3 separate regions of the Zea mays genome follow, and regions 1 and 3 are each linked to region 2. A link is a contact called in public Hi-C data. All regions are on one chromosome and are shown on one strand. Each heading gives the region's core, a stretch centred on a gene start, on an enhancer-like site or on the middle of the called end of the contact. The rest is flanking DNA. Distances are from core to core; before and after follow the strand shown.

Region 1 (4,707 bases), core at 1,559-4,058, 170 kb before region 2:
ACATGGAAGACATTCATAGCAGTAAGCCAGAGCGTGGCCTTGACTTGCCATCTCTTAAAGTGCATACCATTAAACTTTTCTGGCTTCAGCGCGTCGGCAAAAGCAGCCATAGAAAAACTAGGAAATTGTCTACAATAAGGTTTTTGGATTGTTGAATAATTAGACAAATTCCAATCTAAATTCCGAATATAAATCATGACCAAATCAGAAGAACTGAAATAATAAGCCAAATCAGATGATGCGTACTGATTAGACTTACTGATCGATGGCACGCGCCGGAATCAGCAGGGTCGACGAGGTCGGAGACCTGCTCTCCTGATCGCAGATGCACCTCTGCGGTCGGGACGAAGGGAACTAAAAGGCGGCTCAGCTATGAAGAGAGGCGAAAGCGAACTGGGATAACGGCAAAAGGTAGCCGCGCCCCCGCAAGGCGAGGGGCCGGATTTCGGCGGACCATTCACGCGCATGTCGTGCGCCCGCGCCCTTCGCCCAGGCGAGGCGAGCGAGCGCGCGCGTGTGGCTCTCCACACTCTCTCCTCTCATCCATGACTTGGTGAGTGAGTGTGGCTTCCATATTTAAGCTAGCTCTACTCCACAAGAGCTAGCAATATGGTGCTATTGGTTCCACCTATCCCTTTGCCATCCACTTATATGGGCTTTTGAGATTTTCCTGGAATTATTAGAAATTCTTAATTGGGCCAAGCCCATAAATCCTAACATCAAACACCTCTTAGCCAGCTGGATTCAAATCCAGAAAATAAATAGACTGTGCATGTGCACCATGGTTGCCCCGACCCTCAACAAAATGTGGTTACAATAAACAGACATGCTGCCACTCAGAAGTCAGAAGGCCGCTGAGGTTGTTCTCTGAAACATCAGACTACCGAGAGTTCCTAGCTTCACATTCTTCTTGGGCCAAAAAGTCTAACTCATTTCAACAGAAACATTTTCTCCTAGAGGCTAAGATGCCTACTATCGGAACTGCCAGACAAACGGACTCTCGCTATAACCTCTACCAATCTACCATCATCACTAAGCCACTGCAGAAGTGAAACATGCAAAACCATACGTCGTCAGACAACAGACTGCCACTACAATCTCTATGTCATCATCGTCGCTGTAGAAGTGAACGTGCCAACACCATTACACCAGTCGTCATCAGAAAGCTTGTCGCTTCAGCCTGTCCATCAGAAGGTGCGCAACTGACTCGTATCCTTGCTCCCTTGCTGTTGCAATGTCAAAGAAAGTGAAAGGAAAAAAAGAAGAAGCAGATATGTTTATCAGTAACAGCAAGAACAGCATGTTTCACATATGTGGACAGGAGTCGAGTCAGAAATACCATTATATATGGCAATCCCAGTCGGTGGTATCTTCCGCTTCTTCAAGCAGAAGGAGCTGCATCATCGTGTATGACCCAAAGGGGTTAATGAATGAGCGATGGGAAAGTGATTTTTAAAAAACACTATTATATATCCTGACAGAGAGGGGGTTGAGGAAGCGCTCACCTGTTGCATATCCAGAATTTCTTGATACCCTTCTCCTCAACGCAGTGAGGGCACAGCCAGTTCTTGTTCTTCCGCACCTCTTCCATCTCTGCTACCGCGTTTCATAGTTTAGTAAGCAGGACAAAATCCAGCAAGAACAATGCCATTCCAGCGTTAAGCAAGTCCGCTTACCTTCGCCGTACCTAACTTTCAGGCAACCACGGCAGAGTATCCCATTAGAAGAATGGCAAGATGAGCACTCCGTCTTTCCTGTCAAATGTTTGCCAAAGTATTGAGCGTTGACATGATCATACTAGGTGCGGAAATCAGGGGGAAATAGGAGAATCCTCTACGGATTCTTTTTACCTAAGCATGGCTGCTTCAGGTCTCCTTCCCCGCAGCGCTTGCAGTCCTCCTCGCCGCACAATTTCTTCTGCCTTTGATCATAGAGAACGACTTTTTGTCAGCTACTTGTACACTAATCCCGCGCGGTCTTTCTCAGGAGCACCAATCGGTGATTCATGTTTGTAATGATGAGCGTGTACCTGCAGAAATGGCAGCAGATCCCAAGAACAGAGTCGTACACGCCGCCCCTCCCCCTGCTGTCGCACCGCCTCTCCTGCAGCGCCTGTACCCTCTCCTTGGCCACCGCCACCGCCCACTTCCCCTCCTTATCATCTTCCCATGTATCATCCTCATCCTCCGATCCCGCCGCCGTCAACTTACTCAGAACCCCTGCCAGAAAATAAAAAGGAACTTGCTTGAACTGTTTCCCGTCGGCCGTCACATATAACACGACTCGATCCACGGAAGAGAGCATTCAATGCTTCAACCTGTGCCCTGTCCATTCAGCCGAGTGGAACAGCGGTGCGTCGACGCGGATCCGGTCGGGCGGGTCGGCGTCGCGGCGAGGAGGCGGCCGGAGCGGCGGAGCGGGGTCATGCTCGTCACCCGTGGCCTGGGGGTCTTCCGAGGCGTCGCGCTCCCTGCCGCGCGGTGGCTGGAGGCGGAGGCGATGTCGCTGAGCTCCCCCGCGCAGCGGAGAAGGCCGAGCATCTCCATCCGGGCCTGCAAACACGACACGAACGAGAATTGGAGATGATGCGAGAAATTCCTCTTCGAGTGGAGATCGAATTCGGGTAGGGTGCCTGCGCCTTACCATGTTCTCGGAGATGCGGGCGTCGCGGAGACTCTCGTAGTCGGACTTGGCTCCGAGTTTCCCCATGGCGTCGGCGGCGGCGGCTGCGGCGTCTTTGGACGGCTTGCAAAGATTGGTTGTTGTGCTTGGAGGATTGGTAGTGGGTCGCGAGTGCTGAGCAACGGCTCTATGTGAAGTTTGAATGGGAGAAGAAAGGTAACAGAACGGCTCTATTTTATGCCGAGCGCAGGGTGCGAACTGCAGTGTTGCTACACATTTACCATTTTGCCCATGACGCTTGACGCATAAAATATCACCGAGAGATCCTTAAAACCTTAATCCTAATCCTAATCCTTGTTTTAGGATAAAACGAGAAAAAAAACGTTCCCAACAGATGCATTCTCCACAAACTATCGCAGGTGAAAAGAACCATCTCCACGGCGTAAAACTCGGCCGCCGCCCGAGCTCCCCCATCAAGCTCCCGTATCTCGTACGGAGTACCTGTGTTTTTTCAAACAAATCGTGTCAGCCTGCGTCAAGCAAAGGAGATTCCGCGGGCTCACCCATCCTCGGATATGAACTGCTCTTGTTGAAAGTCAAGAAATTCTACATCCAAGGGAGACAGATTGTTCCTCGGATATGAACTGCTCTTGTTGGAAGTCAAGAAGTCCTTGGCTCTCTGAATTTCCACTCGCGATAACTGATGCGGAGTTATACGATATCTGAAATGATAAGGACATCCGACCAAGAGCGGATCTAGACAAAAACAACCAATCCATTAAATTATAAAATCATTAACTCATTTTTTAATAGAGGGGATAACCCTCTATTTCACTATGAAATAGAAAAAGACACAAGTTCTTACAAGACCAAAGAGCCAACCAAAATTTAAAAGCCGATAAGACACACAACTATCAACTACGACAAAACTAAACCTGAACGAACCAAACTACCAGAAGCAGCACATGATCAACACAGAGCTGACCAAAGACATAGTTCGCAAAGATCAAACTAGAGTAGTACGAAACTAAACAGCTTCAGCCCCGATATAGCCCAAAGTTTTTTGGCAGCCTGAAGCTACCGAGGCGAGGGGGGAATACAACAAACGCAATGATGATGAACCAAAATAGCCAAACACAGCAGAATCTTCATTGGATCCGTCTGTCGATTGGCTTCCAGCCACGAGTCTTGTTGTAGATCTCACACGCCATCCTTCTGATTTTGAGGCTTCCTTGTTCCACCAATTTTCTTTCCTTCTTTTTCTGACGGATAGCCCAAGTATCAAGCCAATAGCAACAGGAGAAAATCACATTAGTCGGATCATTAATTCTATCAGTTCCAAAGCAACAATCATTGCGACATCGCCAGATCGCCCAAATGACAGCACCACAACCAAAAAGGACCAGGTTCTTTTCAGTTTTGTTAAAACTATCAATCCAAGAGCCAAACAGATCATCCACACTGTTGGGTATACAAGTTAAGCCAAGAGCCGAGTAGACAATTCTCCAGGTAAATCTAGCAACTGAGCACTGAAAAAACAAATGATCTATGGATTCTGAAAATCCACAAAAAGTGCAATCCAGATTGCCCTTCCAATTTTTCTTGAACAAGTTATCCTTGGTCAAAATCTTTTTATGCCTAACAAGCCAAAAAAGCTTTGATTTTATATGGGAGTCTATTCTTCCACAAGAAACTAGAAGGCAAAGGAATCTGAACCCATTTGATTTCTTTGTAGAAAGAATTGACAGAAAATTTTTATTACCCAGAAGCCAAACTAATTTATCATCCTCCTCAGAAATAGTAATATTATTACGCTGTGTAATAAGGCGATTATAGTCATCTTCCAAAGCACCATAGATCCTTCTCCTAAAATTCACAGCTCTAAAATCAGAAGAAAAGGCTTTTGCCGCTGTGATATTTTTGTCATATGCAATATCAAACAGACTAGGATATTTAGAAGACAGAGGTTCTAAATCACACCAAATATTGTGCCAGAAGCTGGTACTATTGCCATTGCCTACCTTTTTTTACAATATTTGTAAAAATTGTCTCTAACATCAAGAACACCCTTCCAAAAGTGAGAAT
Region 2 (4,807 bases), core at 828-3,327:
TTCCTGGCCTTCACCCTGTTCTTCCTCCCCAACCTGCTACCCCCGCCCACGGTCGCAGCCGCGAGCCAACCGAAGCTCGTCGGGACGAGTCGGTCATGCTCCTTTCCTTTCTCCGTGCGTGTCGTCGAGGAGGACATGGTGGCGCATGTCATGCTTAGGTTATCTTGGCTATGAGGAGTCCAGGTCTGAGATATTGGACAACCAAGTACTGTAGCATGACAGCAGTCGGCATATGCTACGGATTGGTGGTGGTGGTGTGTCGCTTCGGTGGGTCCAGGGCTGGGAAGACACTCGCATTCTCTTGCCCTTCTTGGATTGACGCCTAGTGCGGGTGCCTCTCGGTTTGGAGTTGCTCCGGCTGGGCTTCTTTCTCCGCTTGCGTGCTCTCTCCCTATATATCTAGCGGTATACTACCTATGTCGCCTCCAGATGCCTAGGTCTTCGTCTTATCCTTCTCCGGCAACGAACATGTATGTCTGCCTCTTCCTTTCCCCTCCTGCTCTACGAAACCTTGGAAGTGGGGGGCGAGGGATGGGGGTCTCTGATTTGCTGCCTATGATACCTATGTGTTCATAAAAAATATTATGCGAAAAGCGGAGACAATTAATAAAAATTCTTGAGATCTTTTTGGTAGATAATTTACGTGGGTATTGTTGTGAGCCGTCGCAACTCATGGGTAACCGAGCATAAAATGTTAACAAATGTTGCAGAAGGTGGGTTATGTTAAAAAGCGGTGCAGGAGTTGGGGTTTGAACCCACACCCTGGTGGAATAAGGGTGAGAGACACTAAACGAAGTTGTCTAACCAGTAGAACATCATGCTCAAGTGTTTATAATATTGAATATAAATTATATATATATATATATTTGTAAAATAAAAAACAATCGTGTCGGGTCGGGCCAGCACTACGGGTCGAGGCTACGGCCCAAGCACCGCACGACGCTCGCGCCGGGTTGGCCTAGGCACTATTAAATAGTTCGTGCCTCGGACCGGCTCGCCAGACACGATCCATCTAGCCATCTATACCTCCGCACGATAATGATGGTTCTCGTCTCAGTTGCCACCACCTCGTTCGCCATTCTACTTATTTTCTCTCGCCCCTCATGCCTCCACCTCCGCACCACCCCATTCTCGGCAGAGGCGTAGGAGCACGCGCTTCCTCCCCGTATTTGTCCGACACCAGCCCCGACACCGACTCGCGTAGTGGCTATTGCACGTCCACGAGGACGTTTCGCATCATGCACGCACCACCGTTTTCGCCGTCGTCGGACGTCCCGTTCATCTTCCCGACCTTCGCTCTGTTCTTCCTCCCCAACCTATTGCCTCCGCCCACGGTCGCAGTCGCGAGCCGACTGACGCTCGTCGACCCGGGTACGGGGCGAGTCAGTCATGCTCCTGGCCTTTTTCCGTGCGTGCCGTCGAGGAGGACATGGTGGCGCAACGCTTAGGTTATCTTGGCGATAAGGAGTCCAGGTCTGAGATATTGGACAACCAAGGCCCGTAGCGTGGCTGCAGTCGGCATATGCTACGAAGTTGGTGGTGGTGTTGTGTCGCTTCGACGGGTCCAGGGCTGGGAAGACACTCGCATTCTCTCATCCTTCTCGGATTGACGTCTGGTGCGGGTGCCTCTCGGTTTGGAGTTGCTCCGGCTGTGCTTCTTTCTCCTCTTGCGTGCTCTCTCCCTATATATCTAGCGGTATACTACCTATGTCGCCTCCAAATGCCCAGGTCTTCGTCGTGTCCTTCTCCGGCAACGAACAGATATGTCCGCCTCTTCCCTTCCCCTCCTGCTCTACGAAACCTTGGAAGTGGGGGATGCGAAGGATGTGGTCTCTGATTTGTTGCCTATGGTATCCGTGCGTTCATAAAAATATTATGCAAAAAGCGGAGACAATCAATAAAATTCTTGAGATCTTTTTGGTGGATAATTTACGTGGGTATTATTGTGAGCCGTCGCAACACACGGGTAACCGACTAGTGTAACGTAACATAACAGTATAGTCCTATGATCCTATCATCAAATGACTTTAATGTGTCATTACGGAAAAGCAAATGCCTCACTGACAACCAGGGCACACACCTGACAATTTCCAACGGTTCAGATCATCATGCCCCAGCATCGAACGGTTATGACCCCTTGCAGCTCTGCTCACCCCACGGCGAGGCTCATCAGTCATCAGATCCCCTGCTCCGAGATCTAAAGCACCTCTCTCCCGTCGTCATTGCATTCTCCCCCCTCTGCCCTTCTCTCTCCCTCTCTCGCGAGTCCCGAGTCCCGACTCGCACCTCCAGATCCACCTCCTCCTCCCTCTTCCAGATCCACCATCTCTTCTCCGTTCCTCTCCGCAGCTACAGCTGGGGAGCTCAGCTTAGCCGCCGCCGTGGCCGGGCACGCCGGGCCGGGAGGATGCTGACCAAGTTCGAAACGAAGAGCAACCGGGTGAAGGGCCTGAGTTTCCACCCGCGTCGGCCATGGATCCTGGCGAGTCTCCACAGCGGGGTGATCCAGATGTGGGACTACCGCATGGGCACCCTCCTCGACCGCTTCGACGAGCACGACGGGCCGGTTCGCGGCGTCCACTTCCACGCCACACAGCCGCTCTTCGTCTCCGGAGGTAATTTGCTAGATCCTTCTGTCTCGCCCGTCTGGTGCGCTCTTCGCGTGTTCAGCTCATTTCTCTCGCGCGGATTGGAGGTGTTCCCGCAAGTTACGTGGATGTTTGATGGTTCTGCGATTCGTTGTTTGTGTAATCGTGGGCGCTTGGACTAGATTGCTTTGCAAGTTCGTTGATGAGATCGCTTTTGGTGGGAAGTGCGGTGGTTAATAAGGATATATGTAACAGTACGGTGCGATGGGTTGGTCGGAACTCGGATCTGGTGCTTGCTTTATCATCTGTGCGTGCGATGATCTGTATGGTAAATAAGTCCTAGTGCTTGATTTTTCCTGTGTCTATAGTTAGTGGATTCTGTGATCTTTGAAACATTAGGTAGAACACCTTCAGTCACAAATCACAAAGGTATTCTCATTAGCACACACAAAAAAAAAACACTTCTGTAATCGTGCTGTCAATCATCGAATTAAGACTAAGACATCCCTAAGCAGAAACAACTACTGTGTAAGCAGACCCTAGGTACATGTGTGCAAGGGAGTCTCCTAGGTGCGTACAAGCGAGTCTCCTAGGTCTGTAGATCATGATCCAACCGTAGGTGTAACTTTAGTTTGTCAAGGGAGTTTTTGATAAAGCTGTGCTAGCTAGTGGTGGAGGGGTTTAAGTGTTAAATGTGACCTACGGTTGGATCAAGATCTAAAGACTTAGGATGCTTGCTTGCAGGCTTGCACCTAAGGTCTACTTGGTACTTGCACAACAGTCGGTAAGAGCGTTACCATTGTTACTTGTAAAACTTACTAATATTCTGGTTTTGCTTACTGTCATATGATGCAGGTGATGATTATAAGATTAAGGTCTGGAATTACAAGACACACCGTTGCCTTTTCACACTTCACGGACACCTTGACTACATTCGCACTGTGCAATTCCATCATGAGTATCCATGGATTGTAAGTGCTAGTGACGATCAGACAATCCGGATCTGGAACTGGCAGTCACGCACCTGTGTGGCTGTGCTGACTGGGCATAACCATTACGTCATGTGTGCATCTTTCCATCCCAAAGAAGACCTGGTTGTATCGGCATCACTTGATCAGACTGTACGTGTCTGGGATATCGGAGCTCTGAGGAAGAAGACAGTGTCACCTGCAGATGACATCCTCCGTCTCACCCAGATGAACACAGATCTTTTTGGAGGTGTTGATGCTGTAGTGAAATATGTCCTGGAAGGCCATGATCGTGGGGTCAACTGGGCCTCATTTCATCCCACTTTGCCACTCATTGTTTCTGGGGCAGATGACCGGCAGGTGAAGCTATGGAGAATGAATGGTAATAGTCTTATTACTCACTTTGCAATTTGCATGTCTTGTTTGTAGTTTTTACGTAGTAAAACAATAACTATTCAATATGTATAATTTGATGTTTTCACATTATAGAATTGCCTAATAATATGTTTTTAATCATGGGTATTTTTTATTTGTTTTCTATAATCTTGCCTTCACAGAACTTTGTACCATTTAATGATGTAACAGGTTGCTAAATACAAGAGGCACAAGCACAATTAGTAACTTGATACTTTTGATTTATGTTTAAAATATTACAAGTAAAATGGCTCTTGGAGGTGAAGCTTATCACACAATTTAGCAGATCAATTAGTACTTAGCATATGTGAAAAAGAGTATACATTCTACAAGGAAATGTTTGAAATGCAATAATCTATATGTGTTCTTTATGGACAGATACCAAGGCTTGGGAAGTTGATACTTTAAGGGGCCACATGAATAATGTGTCTTGTGTGATGTTCCATGCGAAGCAAGACATCATCGTGTCAAACTCAGAAGACAAAAGCATTCGCATTTGGGATGCCACAAAGAGAACTGGTATTCAGACATTTAGACGGGAGCACGACCGTTTCTGGATTCTTGCTGCTCACCCTGAAATGAACCTTCTTGCTGCTGGTCATGACAGTGGCATGATTGTGTTCAAATTAGAGAGGGAACGCCCAGCCTTCTGCGTTAGTGGTGACACTGTCTTCTATTTGAAGGATCGGTTTCTCCGGTTCTTTGAATACTCCACCCAGAAGGAAGTTCAAGTGGCTCCAATAAGAAGACCTGGATCAGTCAGCTTGAACCAATCACCCAGGACGCTGTCCTACAGCCCAACTGAGAATGCTGTCTTGATTTGCTCTGATGCTGATG
Region 3 (4,844 bases), core at 1,777-4,276, 240 kb before region 2:
TCTCTATCAACACTAGTACTATTGTATCGATGTACGTATATTTAGAGAGAGCACGCCTTGTATTGTGGGGCTAGAATAAAAAGTGGTTACAGCTTATATACTAGGCTGGAGGGAGTAGTATATATTTGGTATATTAGTCCTGATATATAGGACGACTAGGACTGACTAAGGCAAGTCGTCCTAGTCGATGAGACGATGACTAGTCACCTAGTCAGTCCCATGGTGACAGGGATTGGTTAGACGACTTGATAACATTGGTGTGCACATAAATTTGAATTATATTGACTAGTTCTATTGAAAATACCAAATCAACAACTCTAAACCAAAGTACATTCATGTTACCTCACTACTCTTGTCCTCATGGAAAGCTGCTCTTTAGCTCATAGCTAGTGAATGTCAATCTATCAATGATTTCAAGTCGCCTAGTCGCGATTAGGCTACGACTAGGGCGACTAGTCGACTCCTAGTCGGTCCCTGGTCGTCCTACATTAGTAGCTATACTTATATACTTTTATATTTATATATATATATATATATATATATATATATATATATATATATATATATATATATATATATATATATATATATATATATATATACACATGTATACGTTATATAAATTAGAGACTGCAGTAGTGCAGCAGGCTGCAGGACTCCAGGAGAAGGGGCAGGGACGCAGGGTGCTGTAGCCGTCGGCAATCAAAGTCCAGGACTGCAGGGGTGGTGCAAGAGAGGAGAGGAGACGTGCAGAGAGCCAGAGACTGTTGGCGGGTAGGTTATAATAGGAGAGGAGAGGAGACGTGCAGTGACTGTAGATGGGCTAAAAAAGGCCCAATAACTAAACCCTAGCCGGGACGACCAGGACACATAAGTCGGACGACTAGTCGCCCTAGTCGACGATTAGTCAGATGACCAGGACGACTAGGTTGTCTGGTCGAGTCGTCCAGCAAATCGTGTACTAATTACCGACCAGCCCGACTAATCGTGATTAATCGCGATTAGTCGGACGACTTGAAATCATTGTGAATCTATACAATTTAAGCAAGTAGTTGCAAATCTTTCAGCAACATCTCATAGAGGCTCTTCTATGTAAGCAAGGTCACACATTGGCTAGCTTCAGGAAATTCAGTCGATCAAGGTGAGTTATGGACTTGTACTATTTACATCAAGGAACAATTAACAAAATCTAAAATGAAATGAAGGGAAATGATAAGATGGGCCATGGGTAGGCGTATGACTAACAAGTAGGTAAAGACTAATACTAGAATCGGCATCACTGACAAGAAGAGCAAGCATGCCCCCCATTTAACTGTTAAAAAACCATTAGGAGTAATTTGAGCTTTAATCCTTTACAATCTGGAAAAAATATCTTTTGACTAGTTGAGGCATGGCGGTCAGAAATAGCTAACCTTGACTCAATTCTGAATACAATTACTGTAGCTAAACATAAGGATCTATAACCACTAGAATACTATATTGGAAACTTGAATCCCTTTACCAGATTGTGGATTAATGGGCATTCCTGCTGGATAAAGATAACACACATGCTAGTTCAGTACCACACCAGTTACTAGTGCTCCAATCAATAATGTGATTCAACTGTCCAGAAACTTTTACAGAAATAACTCTACAACAACAACAACAACAACAAAGTCTTTTAGTCCCAAGCAAGTTAGGGTAGACTAGTGTTGAAACCTAACCGAAACCACAAGTCAAGGTTTAGGCACATGGATAGCTGTTTTTAATTCAATCATATTTAAGGCTAATTCTTTGGGTATATTTCATCAGTTCAAGTCTCCTTTTACTGCCTCAAGTTCAGCTTTCTCTTGTCTCACTTCATATTGCTTCTGTGCCTTAGGATCCCACTACACATTGGTGCCTTTGCAATTTTTCGTTGGACATTTCCAAAGCATTTCAACCGGTGTTGACAAGCTTTATTTCAATTGGTGCTACCCCTAGCTTGTCACATATATCGTCGTTCCGGACCCGATCCCTTTTTGTATGGCCACAAATCCAACGTAACATACTTATTTCCATAACACTTATATGCTAAACATGTCGTCTCTTTTAGACCAACATTCTGCACCATACAACATAACAAGTCTAATCGCAGTCTTATAAAACTATTTCAAGAGCAATGATTCCCAACAACAGATGAGTGTGACTTCACAATAAGTTCAGGTGGTCCAGCCAAATTCCTAACCAATCAATCCATCAAGAATTGCACCAACATTCGAGTAACCGAACTCTTCTTTGTTAATCCTTAAAGGAATAAACTTCCAAGTCTCGACCAAAACCTACATAATTCTCATTTACATGGAAAGATCAACCGGGGCTCACCAACTACAGCGAGATGCTAAACTTACCCTGACATTCCAACTCGGCACTACAAATCTGCAATTCCATCCGAAGGCAACCCTAGTTCCCGATATACCTGTCTTTCGCCCAAGAGGCTGTTGACTACATGGCAGTGGAAATGGTAACTCTGCACCTAAGTCGCGCACAGCAATCTTGATGTGGTGTCAATTCCAATCAGAGGCAATGCCGGATCGGATTCCCCAAGCAGCCCCAGGTGATACTGAGCCCACTCCCACCAAGCTCCTTCTTCCCTTAATCAACGGGCGGCCGCATCCGATCGGGGATCCAGGCAGCCATGCCTTGTTGGCCACACAGATCCCACCTCTCCAGTCTCCGCTCGAATTCGCGGACCGACGAGCACACAAACACATCATATGCAAACTCGGGAGAAATGACGGACAGAGACTGCTACTCACCGACAACTGGACCCGAGGATCCCTCGGACCCCATGGCGAACCCGTCCGCTTCCTCCAGCTTCGAGCCGCTGCACCCTGCTATCCCTTGAGACGGGAGGAGGGGAGGATGCGTGCTGGAAGCGGGCGTGCTAAACCGAGCAGGGAGGAGAAGGAATATACCAAGGCCCGCCCCAGCGTGAGGTCGTCCTCGGTGCGATGCCCCCCAGGTCCGAGTGGGGGACTGGGGTCTGGGGACTGGGGAGTAGAGCAAGACAACAAGAAAGGAACTGCTCTGCTGCAGAGACAGGGGAAAGGATACAACAGAGAGACAGGGTCAGAACTCAGAACTAAAAATAAATGAAATTGATATAATTAAAAACTGAGATAAGTATTCCTTCTATCTAAAATAATCGAATTGTGAGCAAGGAAATTGGAATTGAATAGAAATAGTATTCTTTTAGAGCTTGTTTGGAACACATGGATACCGAAGGATATTAGAGCACTAAAATCCCTTAATCTTAATGAGCACAAGAAATGTACTTGCGGACGGTCCGGGCCTGAGGCCGGACGGTCCGCGGTCCAGACGGTCCGCGCGTACGCAGAGTCAGTTAGAGTTCCGAGTTTTTCGCGGGATTTATTAGCTAAAACCGCGGGATTAGCTCGGTAAACAACTTGTAGCAGATTCAGACATCCCCTTTATATAGATGAAGGGCTACGGCCGATTGAACCTCACACAATCGATCAAATCAAGTCTATTTCTCGTTTTACTTATGCATTTGGAGTAGTTCTAGTTTAGCTGTAGATTAGTCTTTCCCTACCCCAAATTTTTCACTTCTCTTCAGCTCTACGACGATTAGATGTGTCTAGGGTGGCCTGCCCACCCTAGACAAAGCCTAGGATCTCTCCTCCTGACGGGGTCCCTCCCGGGAGCGAGATTCAGGTGCCGCCGACGAACTCCGCCGTCCCTGCGCACACGCGGACCGTCCGGTCCGTCAGGCAGGGAACCCGAGCCTTGCGCCAGGTCACGGACCATCCGGCCCCCGGCCGTGGACCGTCCGCTCCTGTGCATAGAGCACCACCGCGGGTTCTCAACGCAGTGATTGGCGCCCGGATCGACGCCAACACACTTTTTAGCGACTCCGCTGGGAAACAGGTGTCTAGATCTACTAAAAATCAGGCCCTCAAATGGCCGGTTCTAAAGATCACACTGATATCTCCCTGGACAATATCCTGAAGCCGGTTATTGAAAGTCTGACGACCGATGAGAAACATCAATATGATGACTACTTGCAGCAAGCAAAGGAGAAATTCTTGTCACAATACACGGTAGATCGCCACCTGAAAGTTATCAAATATGGAGAGACCGACGCCGCGTCTCTTCTATCTTCGGTTCAAGTCCCCGACGTAGGTAAAACCGACAACATCCAATTTATTAAACAATATGTAGATCATCAGCAGAATCAAATGAAACAACAGATTGGAGGGTTAGAAGAATCAGTTAGAAAATTAACACATACGTTGGAGAAATCTGTTGCTCCAAGTTTTCCATCATATGAAACTAGTAACATGATGTCTATGTCTAATACATCGGCGACAAATGGGGATTCACAGCCCCAGCCATTATATAGTATGCCGATGAACTCATATCCAGGACAAATACCATTACCACCGTCCCTGCTTGGCAGATCGGCGCCCCTGGACACGGTCAAACCGTCCGAGCTTTTGCCCGGACAGTCCGACCCTTACGCAGATAGTCCGATTTTTCCTGTCGGACAGTCCGAGACCATACCAGGGCTACCGCGTGGCACCCCAATAATAGCGAACATGACCGGCCAGTTCGGATGTACCACCGGACAAGCCGAATTCGCATACACAGATCCTACTGTCGCACACTATGCACCAAATTATTACACACCATAGCAGCGGTACGTTCCGCCCCCTACATATTTAAACCACAACACGCCATACGATCACAGGCCGATCAACATTATCGATCGGTCACGGCAAGAAGGTCGGCGTAACAATGCTTGACCGAATGAGCCCCACAGCCTAGGGTCCGCTGGTCTGCCACCGGGCGCAATGGATAAA

Evidence for each region. A called contact is a pair of places that touch in the nucleus more often than the background predicts.
Region 1: a contact with region 2 is called in a Hi-C map of leaf, with 9 times the contacts expected there. The contact joins the promoter of LOC100273932 here to the promoter of LOC100384351 in region 2. A contact is called at or near these places in 4 of 25 Hi-C or Micro-C datasets (ear, endosperm, leaf and 1 more).
Region 3: a Hi-C map of ear shows a contact between it and region 2, with 3 times the contacts expected there. The contact joins the promoter of LOC100192908 here to the promoter of LOC100384351 in region 2. A contact is called at or near these places in 2 of 25 Hi-C or Micro-C datasets (ear and tassel).

The regions. Positions count from the first base shown.
Region 1 is chr1:274,368,654-274,373,360 of Zm-B73-REFERENCE-NAM-5.0, reverse strand. LOC100273932 (Zinc-finger domain of monoamine-oxidase A repressor R1) reads right to left here and starts at 2,808. Exons shown (of 6, transcript NM_001148324.1): 1 at 2,644-2,808; 2 at 2,030-2,552; 3 at 1,851-1,921; 4 at 1,677-1,754; 5 at 1,506-1,593; 6 at 913-1,395. The coding sequence starts at 2,304. The coding sequence ends at 1,281.
Region 2 is chr1:274,197,116-274,201,922 of Zm-B73-REFERENCE-NAM-5.0, reverse strand. It overlaps LOC100384351 (coatomer subunit alpha-3), which reads left to right and starts at 2,077. Exons shown (of 3, transcript XM_008648034.3): 1 at 2,077-2,615; 2 at 3,444-3,938; 3 at 4,349-4,807. The coding sequence starts at 2,408.
Region 3 is chr1:274,442,357-274,447,200 of Zm-B73-REFERENCE-NAM-5.0, reverse strand. LOC100192908 reads right to left here and starts at 3,026. Exons shown (of 5, transcript NM_001138095.1): 1 at 2,778-3,026. The coding sequence starts at 2,811.